Regions from separate parts of the Sus scrofa genome. Here region 2 is linked to region 1. The links are chromatin contacts, called in public Hi-C maps. All regions are on one chromosome and are shown on one strand. The core of a region is the stretch at or near the end of the contact, and the rest is flanking DNA. Distances in the headings are between cores, read along the strand shown.

Region 1 (7,421 bases), core at 3,287-5,786:
GGCATCTATTCCACTAACATAATCAATTAAATCAGTGCATTCAAATGCTCCCACCAGCCCCACCCATGTACAACTCAGGTAACTGCTTCAAATGACTTACTGTGGCCAAACAGGTCAAAATGAGGTCATTATGGTGGATGCTAACTCAGTTTGACTTGGGTCCTTATAAAAAGAGGAAATTTGGACAGACACAGAAAGAATGTCATGTGTCATGACATGATATCACGTACGTGTGGAATCTAAAATATGACACAGGAGCTCCCACTGTGGCACAGTGGGCTAAGAACTTGACTGATTTGGATTAATCCCTGGTTCAGAAACTTCCATATGCCATGGGGTGTGGCCATAAAAAATAAAATAAAATAAAAATATGACACAAATGAACTTCTCTACAAAACAGAAACAGACTTAGAGACTTGTGGTTGCCAAGGGGTGGGGGTGGGAGAAGGATGGATTGGGACTTTGGGATTAACAGAGGCCAACCATTATATACAGGATGGATAAACAAGGTCCTAGTGTAGAGCACAGGGAAATGTAGTCAATATCCTGTGATAAACCATCATGGAAAAGAATATGAAAAAGAATGTATATATATGAGGTGCCATATATATATATATATATATATGACTATGCTGTACAGCAGAAATTAACCATTGCAAATCAACTGTACATCAATTTTAAAGAAGTATTCTTTTTTTTTCCCCTTTGGGCACACTCACTGCATAGAAGTTCCTGGGCCAGGCATCAAACCCACACCACAGCAATGGCTCGAGCCACTGCAGTAGCAATGCCTGCTCCTTAACCCACTGAGTCACCAGGGAACTCCTAAAATATAAAATTAAAATAATAAATAAAAGAAGTAAACATGAAGACTGCCATCCACAAGCCAGGAAGGGAGGCTGGAACAGAGCCTTCCCCCACAGGCCTCAGAACCAGCCCTTCACACACCTTGATCTCAGACTTCCTGACTCCAGGCCTTTGACGCAATAAATGCCTGTTGTTTAAACCACCATTCTGTGTGCTTTGTTGTGGCTGCCCCAGGGACACTAACACAGCTGAAGGGGCCCACTGCCAGGCCCAGGGGCCCTCTCTTCCCACACAATCTACATTCTCAACCCCTTCAGTTTCAGCACTATAATCACCAGTCCCAAAATGAAACCTTAGATTTGTGTTTTATGCTGTTTTAAACATTCTGGGACAACCATATGTGCAGTTTTAAAAGTCTGTTCCATGCAAAGTATTGCTCTTGGAGTGGATTTACAATGAGATCCTGCTGTGTAGCATTGAGAACTATGTGTAGATACATCGCAACACAACAATGGGAGGAAAAAATATGTATACATGTATGTGTAACTTGGTCCCCATGCTGTACAGCGGAAAACATAAAAAAAAAAAAAAGTCCGTTCCAATAAAGGTTTATATTTTAAGGCAGCAGCATTTGGTCTCTGCCTTCCCAGATCTGTTCCTCTGCCCAGAGGCAAAAGACTCTCACTGTTCCAGGATTCAGCTGTCAGGGGCAGGCACATCTGAGCAGAGTGCTGACTTGTTCTCTATTCTAGGAGCTCCCTTGAGATGAAAGAAGACATCTTCCTAGAAAAGCAGGGCTGCTATAAATAGCTATCTGGCTTGCTAAGGGGACTCAGGTGTATCAGAATGGGATGCTTAGTCACAGAGCAGACCCTGAGCTGGCCGGACTGGAGATGTAGGGTGGAAGTCATCATCCCACCAGATCATCCTGCTGCAGTTCTGTGCATCTCCCCCAGTGCACAGAGAAGACCCTGATTTGTAAATATCTGATGCCAATGACTGTTGCAGAGAGAAGTTACCATGGCTATCCTAACACCTCCACACATCAAATAATCAGTTGTCAAGGGCTGCTCTTGCTCTTTTTTAAAAGAGTAGAGTGTGGAATTTCCTGGGCCAGGGATGGAACTCAAGCCACAGCAGTGACAATCTGGGTCCTTAATGTGCTGTGCCACCTGGGAACTCTCGACTAAGGCTTTTTCTACTCCACCTATATTTTTGCCAACATCATCTGTAACACATCTTAGCAGATTCCACTTCAGTTTGCACTGATTTAGTGTTTTCTTAATGTCTTTAAAAATATTCTTGCCTATAGTTGTTTCAGAGAGAGGCCAATTCTTGAGTTATTTCAAACTCGTCCATTCCTCAAATCAACAACACTAACTAAACAGTATTGGCAACATCTGTTAAGTCATCAAGAGACAAGAAAAACCACTTGAAATCATTCACCTTGTTTTTGAGTCGTTATTGATATTGCTCCCAATTTCCTCAACTTTTTTTTTTTTTTTTGCCACACCCATGACAGGGGAAAATTCCCCAGACAGGAATTAAATCCATACCACAGCAGCAACCCAAGCTGCTGCAGTGACAATGCTGGATTCCTCTATCATCCTTATGTGTTATTAAACAATAAGCATAATGCTTTGCCATCTAATTTGATACAAAATAATCCACACTTGAGTACCACTTTTCTCTTTATTTTGACATGATGAGTATGAACTGGTAACTTCTGTTTTGTTTTGTTTTTTGGCCACACCTGTGGAATGTGGAAGTTCCCAGGCCAGAGATCAAACCTGTGCCATAGCAGCAACCCTAGCTACAGTGGTGACAATGCTGGATCCTTAACCCACTGTGCAACTGGGGAACTCCTGAGCTGTTTTATAGTTACAGAAAACATTGAGCAGAAAGTGCATACACTTCACACACACACACACACACATCCAGAGTTTCCCCTATTATTAACATCTTGCATTAGGAAGTGTGGTACTCTCGTTACAATGGACGAGGCAATGTTGATACACTGTTCTTATATATAGTCTATAGTTTAAAGTTCACTCTTGGAGCTGTACATTCTATGGGCTCTGTTTAGGGTGGAATAACATGTGTTCACCTATACAATATCATACACAATAGTTCATAGCTCTATTGTATTCACCCCTCTGCACTCCACCTCTTCATCATTCCCTTCCACTCCACCCTGAAACAACTGATCTTTTTACTGTCTCCATAGTTTTTCCTTTCCAGAATGTCAAGTAGTTGGAGTCATACAGTGTGTGGCCTTTCAGATGGGCATCTTTCACTTAGTAATATGCATCTAAGGCTCCTCCATGTCTTTGCATGGCTTGATAGCTCATGTCTTTTTGGGGCTAATATCCCATTGTCTGGATGGACCACAGCTCCTTGATCCATTCACCTACCGAAGGACATCTTCCTTGGTTTCCACGTTTTGGCAGTTATGAATAAAGCTGCTGTAAACATCTGATTTCAGGTTTTTGTGTGGGTATGTTTTCAGCTTCTTTGGATGAATACTAGGGAGCATGATTGCTAAATCGTGTGGTAGGAGCATAATTAGTTTTGTAAGCAATGATATCAAAGTATCTGTTCCACTTTGTATTCCCAAAGAAATTAACAAGAGTTGCTGTTCTTCACATCTTTGCCACCATTTGGTGGTGTTAGTGTTCTGGATTTTGGTCATTCCTAAGATAAATAGTGGTAGTTCATGGTTGTTTTTTGTTTGTTTGTTTTTGTTTTTTGGGGTTTTGTTTTTTTGGCTTTGTTTTCGGCTGCTCCTAAAGCACATGGAAGTTCCCAGGCCAGGGATGGAAACTTTGGCACAGCAGCAACCCAAACCACCACAGTGCTCTTTCATTTAATTATCATTGCTCTTTTAATTAATAATTCCCTACTTACATTGGTGCTGAGCATCATTTCACATGATACTTTCCACCTGTATATCTTCTTTGATGAGATAGGTTTAGATCCTTTGCCCACTTATTAAGTCGAGTCTTCTTTTTTCTTACTATTGAGTTTTAAGAGTTCTTTACATATTTCGGATGCTGGTTCTTTATCAGGTAGGTGCTTTGCAAATATTTTCTCCCAGTCTGTGACTTCTCATTGTTGCAAGTCTGTTCTCTTTTCAGCCACTCAGGAAGACCAATGAGAACAGACATGCAATGTCTCCTAGAGTGTGCTGTATGCTCACACCCACTGGACAGCTGGCTGATGTGGGGGGCCACATCTAGGCAGTGGGAGAGAGTTTGGGCTGGAAGAATTTGTATCTGGATTGGGAGTATATTGGCTTCCACAGCACTAGCTCCATCGATCCATCTGTCCCTCCATCTAAAGTTTAAGGTGTGCCTGTTATGAGCCCTGCACCACGCTAAGTGTTAGAAAAGCAAAGGTGCGTACAACAGAGACTTTGCTTTCAAAAACTGCAAAGGCCAGTCCGGAAATTGGACAAAGAAATAGGTCATTTCAGCGCAGTGTGAGAAGTGCTGGGGAGAGGGAAGGGTGGGTCCGGTGAGGGCGGGGGAGGCTATTGGGGTGGGGCAGGGAATCAGGGTGAAGGTCTCGCATACCCCATGGTCTCCAGGGACCTGGGGCAGCATAGGGGTGCATCCCCACCTGGCTGAGCCTTTTGCAGGTGCTCCCAGGAGTGTTCCACCCCAAAGAGCAAAGAGTATCCTCCCCATATGGCACTCTCACTGTCCCAACCGCAGCTTCCTCTGTCACTTTCACGTGGTCCCCAAACAGGAAGTGCTGCAAGGCCCTCTGGAGCCCCCGGTGAAGCAGCCTTCACACCCCAGTGGGGACCACCTCCAGCTCATCTTCAGGGCAGCAGCTATGGCTACACTCACCGTCAGCCTAGCAGAGGACCCTCGGGAGGCCAGGGACAGGCGTGTTGCCTCTTCCTTCCCCACCCCCACCCCCACGCCACAAGGTGACCCGCAGGAGGATGCAATTACTCCACGGCCACTACGGTTGTGAAGGGGAACCAAGGAACTTCCCATTTTCAAGGTTCTGCAATCAGCCATATGGGGAAAATCTTTCCTCACCTCTCTCTCAACGAGTTCTTTTAGTTAGAAAGGTAGTGCATGCTTCTAGCAAAGCCTTCTAATGACAGTAGAGGTTAATCTGTGCAGAAAAGTGAAACCCCTTCTCCCTAACCCAGCACCACATACCCCTCCCCAGAGAGAACCACGGTTACCAGTTTCTCGTGTCTGCTTCCAGTCTCTCCCTAAGTGCAAAACACATGTACCCCTGGTTGTACAAAAATAGGCAGCAGGATGCACAGTGTTCCATGACCGCTTCATTCCCGTCTCTCTACATTTGTACATTTTCCCATGTTACGACAGATGACCTGATTTGCAATTTGTTTTTATCAGTCCCTTGTCTGTTTTTTTAAGGCAGCTACTTATGCCCATGAAAGGCTGTAAACTAGAACTGGCTGGAGGCCTCCTTAGTAATGAGAAGAGGCCACAAAATGGAAAGAGCATGAGACAGATCGAGCCCAGGATTCCAGCATGCTCACTGTGTCGCCTTTGCAGGTTTATTTACCTCTCTGGGTTGGGTTCAGATGCCACATCAATAACAAGTAGATGACATTTGATTTAGGCTATGGGTCAGAGTGTAATAGTTGCTCAAGAATTATAGCTCTTGGAATTCCCATTGTGGCTCAGTGGAAATGAACCCAACTCGTATCCATGAAGATATGGGTTTGATCCCTGGCCCTGCTCAGTGGGTTAAGGATCCTGCATTGCCATGAACTGTGACATAGGCTGGCAGCTATACCTCTGATTCGACCCTTAGCCTGGGAACTCCCATATGCCACACCTGCAACCCTGAAGAAAAAAAAAATTAAAAAAAAAAAAAAAAAGAATTGGTAGTTCCCCTCATGGCGCAGCAGAAACGAATCTGACTAGGAACCATGAGGTTGCGGGTTCAATCACTGGCCTTGCTCAGTGGGTTAAGGATCCTGTGTTGCCGTGATGCAGCTCCAATCTAGCGTTTCTGTGACTGTGGTATAGGCCAGCAGCTGCATCTCTGATTAAACCCTTAGCCTGGAAACTCCCATATGCTGCAGGTGCAGCCCAAAAAAGACAAAAAAAAAAAAAATTGTAGCTTTTAAATAAACGGAAAGACATCAGATGTTGATGGATTGGAAACCTCGGTTGTACTAAGAATTAAGCAATAACTGATGTAACTCCATCCCCATTAAATCCCTTAGGGTTTTTTTTCTCCCCATTAAATGTGCAATGGTTCCCACCTTGCTCCACATGGGAGTCACTTGTGGAGACCAGTGAAGTCTAATCCAGCCTCCAAGGCCCTGACCTAACACAGGGCTGACTGCCAGGCTCGCAGGAGGTGCTGAGCTCTGGATGAGGGATGCGGGGGCCCGGGAGGCGGGCACACATTTGCAGCTCACGCTCACGTTGGTTTCCCTTTTTTTTTTTTTTTTTTTTTAGGGCCGCTCCGGGGGCATATGGAGATTCCAAGGCTAGGGGTCTAATCAGAGCTGTAGCCACCGGGCTACGGTGTAGCCACAGCAACGTGGGATCCGAGCCGCGTCTGCGACCTACACCACAGCTCACAGCAATGTCGGATCCTTAACCCACTGAGCAAGGCCAGGGATTGAACCGGCAACCTCATGGTTCCTAGTCAGATTCATGACGGGAACTCCCCGCGTTGGTTTCCTTTCTGAACCCATGTGCTCTTTCCCTCCCAGGAACTCAGCTGTTAGAACCAAGGTACAGTGTATCCCACGCCATTCGTTGTCTAGGCTCCCCTCACGACGTCCAATGGGATTTACGGTGTTCACATTCTGGAGGTCAGACGTCTGGGGTCAGGGTGTTGTCAGGGTCAGGCTCTTCTTTTTTATTGTTGTTGTTGGCTTTTGTTTGTTTTTACAGCCGTACCCGCAGCATATATATGTTCCCAGGCTAGGGGTCTGATTGGAGCTGTAGCAGCCAGCCTATACCACAGCCACAGAAATGCAGGATCTGAGCCAAATCTGTGACCTACACCACAGCTCACGGCAACACCAGATCCTTAACCCACTGAGCCAGGCCAGGGATCGAAGCCAAAACTTCATAGATACTGGTTGGGCTTGTTACTGCTAAGCCACATGGGAACTCCCAGGGTCAGTCCCTTCTGAGGGTTGGGGAGGGATCTGCTCCTGGCTTTAGGGGCTTGGCGGTCAGCTTTGGCCTCTTTGCCTTGTAGATGCATCACCCCAGTGCCAGCCTCCATTTCACATGGGCTTTTCCTGGATTGTGTGTCTCTGAGTCCAAATTTCTCTCGCTTTTTTTTGGGGGGGGGGGCTTTTTTAGGGCCACACCCAAGGCACATGGAGGTTCCCAGGCTAGGGGTCATATCAGAGCTACAGCTGCCGCCTACACCACAGCCACACCAGATCTGCATCTTCGACCTCTACCACAGCTCACAGCAACACCAGACCCTTAACCCACTGACCAAGGCCAGGGATCGAACCTGCAACTTCATGGTTCCTAGCTGGATTCGTTTCCACTGCGCCATGACGGGAACTCTGCAAATTTCTCTTTTTATAAAGACACCAGATCCTACTGGATGAAGGCCCATCTCAATGACCTTACCTGAAC
Region 2 (7,421 bases), core at 1,722-4,221, 72 kb before region 1:
TGCTGATGGTCAAACCAGAGCCTAGAGAATTAGGTAACTTACTGTTAGTAACAGGCAGGCCAGGGCTGGAACTTGGGTTTCTTGATTCCAAATTCCCAAGCAAGTCGTGACAGACTCCTAACTACCAAACTTACCAACTGGATTTCTTGAAAGGATTTTTTTCAGAAGTGTTTTGCCAGAGTCTAATTTTAGAGTTTCAGCGTTAACAACATTGTCACGTTTCAACTGGTTGGCAACTTCTCTGTGTGGAAAACATACTTTAACTGCAGGGGAGGGTCAAATACTCTTTCTGGGGTTTTGCTGTGCTTTAATAATTGAACATTATTCCAGGGAATTTATATATGGCTACATTATGTTATTGAAGACACACACTTCCTAGGCACAATTACCTTCGAGGGAAAAGGAATGCGAATTACCACGCGACCCAGCAATTCCACTTCTATGTTCTCTCCCTAAAGAATTGAAAGCCGGGACTCGAACAAATACTTGGAACTCTGAGGTTCATAGTAGCCTCGTTCACGATAATCAAAAGATGGAAGCAACCCAAGCATCCTTGATGAATGACTAGATCAGCAAAATGTGGTCTATCCATAGTGTGGAATATTATTCAGCCTTAAAAAGGAAGGAAATTCTAACACCTGCTACAACATGAATGAACCTTGAAGGTGTTATGCTAAATGAAAGAAGCCAGGCACAAAGTGAAATATGTGATTCCACTTATATGAGACAGAGTAATTAAGTGCATAGGTAGAAAGTAGAATGATGGTTTTCAGAGCCTGGAGGGGGGAATAATGAGTCATTGTTTAACAGGGACAGAGTATTAGTTTGAGAGGGGATGAAAAAGTTCGGGCAATGGATGGTGATGATGGTTGCACAATGAATGTGAATATACTTAATGCCACAGAACTATACACTTAATATGGTTATAGTGGCAAATGTTAGACTTTATATATTTTAACACACACAGGGACTAGGAGACAGAACAATTCACTGTAATCCAGAGGGAGGAGTATGAGGAAGACTTCTCGGAGGAGGTGGTTTTGTCTTGAAAAATGAGAAGAGGTTTGGTAGGCGGGACAGAAGGAAAGGGTATTCTGGGCTGAGGGAGTAACTTTGGGAAGTAGGAAGGCGATTACAAGGTAATATTCAAGAACCACAGATTATCTGGGGGACTGGGTACTTGCAGGTAAGTTACAAGAGTTGAAGCTCCAATGACAGGGTGAGGGGGGATCTGGAAGCCTCCTACATGCCAGGCGAGATGTTTGGGGTTTTTTTTCTGCAGGCAGTGGGAAGCCACTGGAGTCCTTTAAGTTTGGGGATGTGACCAAGCTTGCATTTTGAAAAGATAAGGTTCGGAAGTTGTGTGAGGGATGGATTGGAGGGGAGAGAGACTAGAGGCAGGGAGCCTGGTGGGGAGACTCTGGAAGTTGTCTCAGAAAGATGATGAGGACCCAAATGGAGAAGTCATGGGAACAGAGAGGGCTGTTGAGCAGAATGTGGGAACCAGCCAGAAGTGGGGGGTGAGAAGCTTCATGGAGCAGAATCAGACAAGGCTACTGGGCTTCTGAGTAGATGGAGTTGTCTTTTCATCCACTTCTCTCTTTTCATCTTCTTCATCCACCTCCCCAGCCAGGCTGACCCACTCCCAAGCTCTTCCAGTCTCCTGGCTCAGAACAATTGCTCAACCCTACTTGGGCTTGTTCTTCCATCCCAATCTCTAAACCCCTGACTTCCATCCTAGGCTCAGCACCTCTCTCCATCTGGCAGGCATTCTGGTTTCTCCGAGCTTTCCCTCTAATCTCATTCACAGTCTTTCCCTTCCCCCACCACTCCAGCCACAGAATTTCTTATTTATCCCTTCATAATTCGCCACTTCCATCCTTAGCTCTATGCTGTCTCCCTTCTCCTCCTAGACCAGTCTAAAGCCTCCTAAATAGTAGCACTTGAGCTCTTCTTATCATAGAGCAGGAATATGATAGAGGCTGAAGGGTTAGATAGGGCTGGCAGTGAGGGGTGAGAGAGGAAGTACCTCTTGACTGTATTGGGTTGATGCACCTTGTCTAATAACACCCCAGGGGAGCCCATCAGCACCCACTTACTGTGTGAGTCCTTACACCTGTGCTGTGCTCAGGATGAACAACCTCACTGTACTGACATCCAAGAATGACAGCTGGAATCTCTCCATTGAGGGTCATTGGCTCAGCCCATTCCAGACAGGTATCTTCCTTCTCCTTCCTCTCAGAGCAAGCAGTCTGCAGGAAGCAGCTCCTGAGAGCACCTGGGTGGCCAGGAGTTCATCTGCTTATCCCCTTCCCTGGTGGTCCTACAGCTCTCAGCCTTTACCTAGCCTGCCCACCAAAGCTGTCCACACACTTGGCTGCCACTGGAGGGTGGGTGTCTCAGAAACACTTGAATCCTATCTGTAAGGTGATTACCTTTTTCCAGGGAGCCAGGAACTCTTCCTTGTTGTCATCACTCTGTAGGCATCTTCACTGCCGGCTAATTAGCAGCCATCTACTCTTGCTGCAGTGAAACTGGAGGACCATGTTGTTATGCAAGCTGGGTCACTTGTTTGCAGTTAACTTCCGGCTTCTGTTCAGCTGACTTAGGGTTGCATCATTCTCCTGGCATTATCAGAGCATGCACAGTTGAGTTGAACAGCCTGAAGCCCCATTAGATGGCAATGGCGAACCCTGCAGCCTTTCCGATGTCACCAGAGGAAGCTGCAGGAGCAGATGGGGAAGGGTAGCTTTATGCACCACAAGAACCTCATGACACAACTTCTCCGTGGGAAGAATGGATCCTCAGCCCAAAGAGGCAATGCACCAAACACGCTGGCACTGCAGCCACCCTTTTCAAAGCCAAATCATCATTGGAAATGACTTCTTGTAAAGCCCTCTGCTGCCTCTCCGTTTGGTGATGAGGCTAGGCGGTCTGTGCTCCCAGGAAGGCAAGTGGCCCTCTCCCTCTGGCTCTTTGGCAGGAGGCCCTGCTTGGATCACGTGGCGTATCTGGCAAATCAAGTTCAATTTCTTTGCAGTGGAGCTGCAGCAGGGCTTTCCAGTTAGTGATTTTGTGGTGGCTTCTGTGAGTCAGAGTGCTCTGATTCTCTGGCAGAGGGGGAGGGCCTATGTTTGCAAGGAGCATCATCACTCTTGTTTTGAGAATTCTGCAGCCACTTGGAGGACATAGAAACAAACTAAACACCAAGCCACTGCCACTTTCACCAAACTCGTAGTGTAGTATTTCTGCCCTTCTTTTGTGCTGACATCTGCCTCTCCCTCTCTCTTTTTTTTTTTTTCTTCTGCTGTTATTCTTTTTGTATTTATTTATTTATCTATCTATCTATCTTTGCTTTTTAGGTCCTCACTCACAGCATATGGAAGTTCCTAGGCTAGAGGTCAAATCAGAGCTGCAGCTGCCAGCCTACACCATAGCCACAGCAATGAGGGATCCGAGCTGCATCTGTGACCTACACCACAGCTCATAGCAATGACAGATCCTTAACCACTGAGCGAGGTCAGAGATTGAACTCATATCCTCATGGCTACTAGTTAGATTTGTTACCGCTGAGCCACAATAGGAACTCCTATTATTTTTTATAAAAATTTGATTACAAATACTCTCATATTTTCAATCCCATGCCTATTATGGATTTCTGGATTAATATTTTATTATTAATAATAAAAAACATTTGTTTATTTTATAGATAAGAAATCTGAGACTTGTTCAATGCCACACTTTTTTTTTTTTTTTACTTTTTAGGGCCCCACCTGCAGCATATGGAGGTTCCCAGGGTAGGGGTTGAGTCTGAGTTGCAGCTGCTGGCCTACGCCACAGCCACAGCAACATCAGATTCAAGCCGTATCTTTGACCTACACCACAACTCCCAGCGATGCCAGATCCTTAATTCACTGAGCGAGGCCAGGGATCGAACCCACATCCTCATGAATGCTAGTCAGATTCTTTTCTGCTGAGGCATGACAGAAACTCCCTGCACTTCTTTCATATATTTATTTTTGATTTTTTAAAAATTTATTTATTTTTTCAATTAGTTTTTAAGTTCTCAAGTAGTTGCTTTATTCCTCTCAATTATTTGTGTGTGTGTGTATATATATATATATATATTTATATATATATATGTATTTTTTTTTTTTTTTTTTTTAGTTTTATTTTAGGAGTTCCCATTGTGGTGCAGCAGGTTAAGAATTGAGCATAGCCACAGCTATGGCATAGGTGACAGCTGTGGCTCAGAATCAATCCCTGGCTCAGGAACTTCCATATGCCATGGGTGTGGCCAAAAAAGAAAAAAAAATCTATTTTATTGAAGTAGAGTTGATTTACAAAGTTGTGTTAGTTTCTAGTGCACAGCAATGTGATTCAGTTATACATATACATGTATATCTATTATTTTTCAAATTCTTTTCCATTATAGGTTATTACAAGCTATTGCATATAGTTCCAGGCACTGTGCAGTAGGACTTTGTTTATTTTATAGATAGTAGTTTGTATCTGCTAATCCCAAATTCCTAATTTGTCCCTCCCTCAATCCTTTCTCCTTTGGTAACCATCAGTTTGTTTGTCATATTGCTTTTAAATGATAACACTGGTCAGTTTAACTTGCAGTTGCAAGCTCTTAACTACCTACTAGGCTACTCTGTGTGTGTGTGTGTGTGTGCGCGCGCACACATGTGTGTATGATACATATATAGACTATACAGATGTGCGATAAGTATTTGTTGAATTACTATTATGTATTACATGTATTTGCTCAGAACTTTCAGTGCTATTACTGTACTTAGAAATTGATATTAATTAGGTTATATTCCAGACACCAATTACAGTTAAACAAATTCATATTATAACATCACGGTGGAGTTTGGAACAATGGCTGTTAAAGTGAATATTTATAATAGGTATTATCGGATTACTTACGGTTCTCAATTTCCATGCCTGGCTAAACACTAAAGTACCTGGCACAGTCTTCATAATTGGTTCCTAAACAGATAGTTGCAAATGTAGTTTAATATTTTATGTGCCATGTATGTGTTCGGCTCTTGATAAGTATCTTTTCAATGAGTCGTGATTGCAACCCCTGCTTGCAATGTCTGTTGCTGCTTGGGCCGTGTCTGGGACTCCTCCAGCTACACTCAGTGCAACGAGGGTAGTTTGACTTTATTTACCATCCTTGGGTCAGTTCTAGTTTAGCTCAGTGACACACACCCAACAGAGACGTAAGGGTCAAAGGCACTGAGAGAAAGTTCTTTATCTTTCCAACTCAAAAACTGTCTGAATGCTAAGAGATAATAAAGTCACCACCAATGTATGTCCCTAGGGGAAAAAAAATTCTCTTTACCTTGAAAGGTTTGTTAGCTTTGTTTCACCTTGTAGCACACAAAAAAAGTCCTAAAGTATTTTGAATACCTGTGAAGACTAAAGGAAGTGTTTGCTTGCATTTATCCTGATGCTTCCTGCCTCCTTTACTTCTACTGCTGTATGAGCACCTATCACAGCTTGGTGTGCTGGATTAGTGTTTTCTTCCTGAAAGCTTTCTGGAAGCAAAACAATCTTGTGCCTATTAGGAATTTGGAGGCCCTTGTTCATGAACAGGGTGCCAATGATTCATTTGGAAGACAGGTTTCAATCATTTAGTTAAACACTTTTCTGGGATACAGACTCATATCAAAAATGGCTTAAACCTTGGGGGCAGATTCCAAAACGCCTTATATACATTTTCGGTAGCAGTGATCCTCCTTATCGGTTCTTAGGGGTCCTGGTTTTGCCAGATTAACCGGTCAATTAGGGAAAACCAAACAGTGAACTTGATTTCCTCGAAGATATTTCCAACTTGAAGAGTCTGTGGAGTTCTTACTATCCTATTACAATAAGGCTTTGAAGGAGACTCAGGCAGTTTCGAAGGAGTTAACTTTGTAAAGGTGCAGTAGTACTTTCATTTATTTAGAATTTATATCCTGCCTAGTTCTGACATGGCACAAGATAGTTGTCCAAACATAAACAATAGAAAAATAGGGTAACTTAAGATTGCAGATACAATAGGGACTCTGTAAATGGGTGAATATAACCAGTTACATGAGATGGGGTGATTATTATAGTTGCTCTGAATTTGGCCTATATTTCTGGTAACCCATGCACAAGAGGAAGTAAAATAGGGACCAGAGGTTATTATAGGTCAGAGCAAAAAAACAAAAAGTTTTAATCACTTTAATCTTTTATATGATAAAGATAAATGGCCCTAAACTGGTGTTAAATTAGTTGGCATTAAATTCAAGGGGGGAATTAAACCATTTATCCTGAAAGAGTTACTGTACTCTTTAAAACACATCAAGAGGAAAATATAAAAGTCATTAATTATTTCTCCTATATATAGGTTGTCTACTATTATTATTCAAGATGAGAGAATGGCACATTAAAAGTATGTCGAGTTATGATGAGGAGTGGAGTGGAGAGAAAATTCAATCTACTATCTTTCACACGCCTTCAGTACCTGTTCACTCAGTGTGGAAGGGTTGGCTGAGCAGTGGCTAGGAAAGACATAAGGGTTACCACCCTACTGGGTGGCATGCAGTGCCCTGCCTTGTGGAGAGGACCTGAAAACCCAATTAACCTCCTCACTAAGGAATCCTGTCTCTTGCTTCTTGGAACTACCAAACCCTCCTCTCCACCTTCCCACCTCCTAGAATCTTTTCTTGAATATTTTTAAAAAATAAGTAAATAAAGCAGGACTCTTTGGCTCCTCCTCCAAAAGTTAAACATGGAATTATCACATGATCCAGCAATTCTGCTTCTGTGCATATGCCCCAAAGAAATGAAAGCAAGGACTCAAGAAGATAATTATACACCCATGTTCATAGCAGCCTTATTCCCCAAAGCCAAAAGGTGGAAGCAACTCAAGTGCCCACTGATGAATGAACGGATACACAAAATGTGGTATATCCATACAACGGAATATTATTCAACCATAATGAGATAGGAAATTCTGTTGAATCTGAAAACATGATCCTAAGTGAAATAAGTCAGACACCAAGGGACCGATGCTGTAGGATGCCACTCATACGATGCACTAGAATAGACACATGCATAGAGATAGGAAGTAGAAGGGTAGTTTCCAGGGGATGGGGAGGATGAAGGGGGTGTTACTGTTTCATGTATACAGAGTTTCTATTTGGGAAGACGATGGGGAGGATGGATGGTGGTGATGGTTGTACAACTTTGCGAATGTACTTAATGTCACTGAGGGTGGTGCTCAGCAAACTGAGAAGGGACTTGGAGACTGAGAAACAAAGCAGGCAACTCCGTAATGTGCAACTGTGAAGTTTATTGTGAGTAACTTCTGCAAAGGCAGGATCAGGCAGCGTCTGTAGTTGCACTCCACGCCACTGAAAGGGGTTCATGGGAATGTA

Evidence for each region. A called contact is a pair of places that touch in the nucleus more often than the background predicts.
Region 2: a contact with region 1 is called in a Hi-C map of blood, with 3 times the contacts expected there. The contact joins the promoter of LYST here to the enhancer-like site in region 1. A contact is called at or near these places in 2 of 5 promoter capture datasets (both in liver), 13 of 47 Hi-C or Micro-C datasets (adipose tissue, alveolar macrophages, blood and 6 more) and 1 of 2 datasets of contacts at active chromatin or transcription factors (alveolar macrophages).

What each region holds. Positions count from the first base shown.
Region 1 is chr14:55,358,601-55,366,021 of Sscrofa11.1, reverse strand. No RefSeq gene overlaps it. Among named protein-coding and RNA genes, the nearest start is that of LYST, 71 kb to the left of the region's middle. Within about 2 kb of position 4,536, at least 15 of the 83 cell types and tissues checked have an H3K27ac peak or open chromatin away from gene starts, as enhancers often do. A contact at or near this core is called in alveolar macrophages, fetal liver and liver, where this site is marked.
Region 2 is chr14:55,428,713-55,436,133 of Sscrofa11.1, reverse strand. It overlaps LYST (lysosomal-trafficking regulator), which reads right to left and starts at 2,971. Exons shown (of 54, transcript XM_021073151.1): 1 at 2,436-2,971.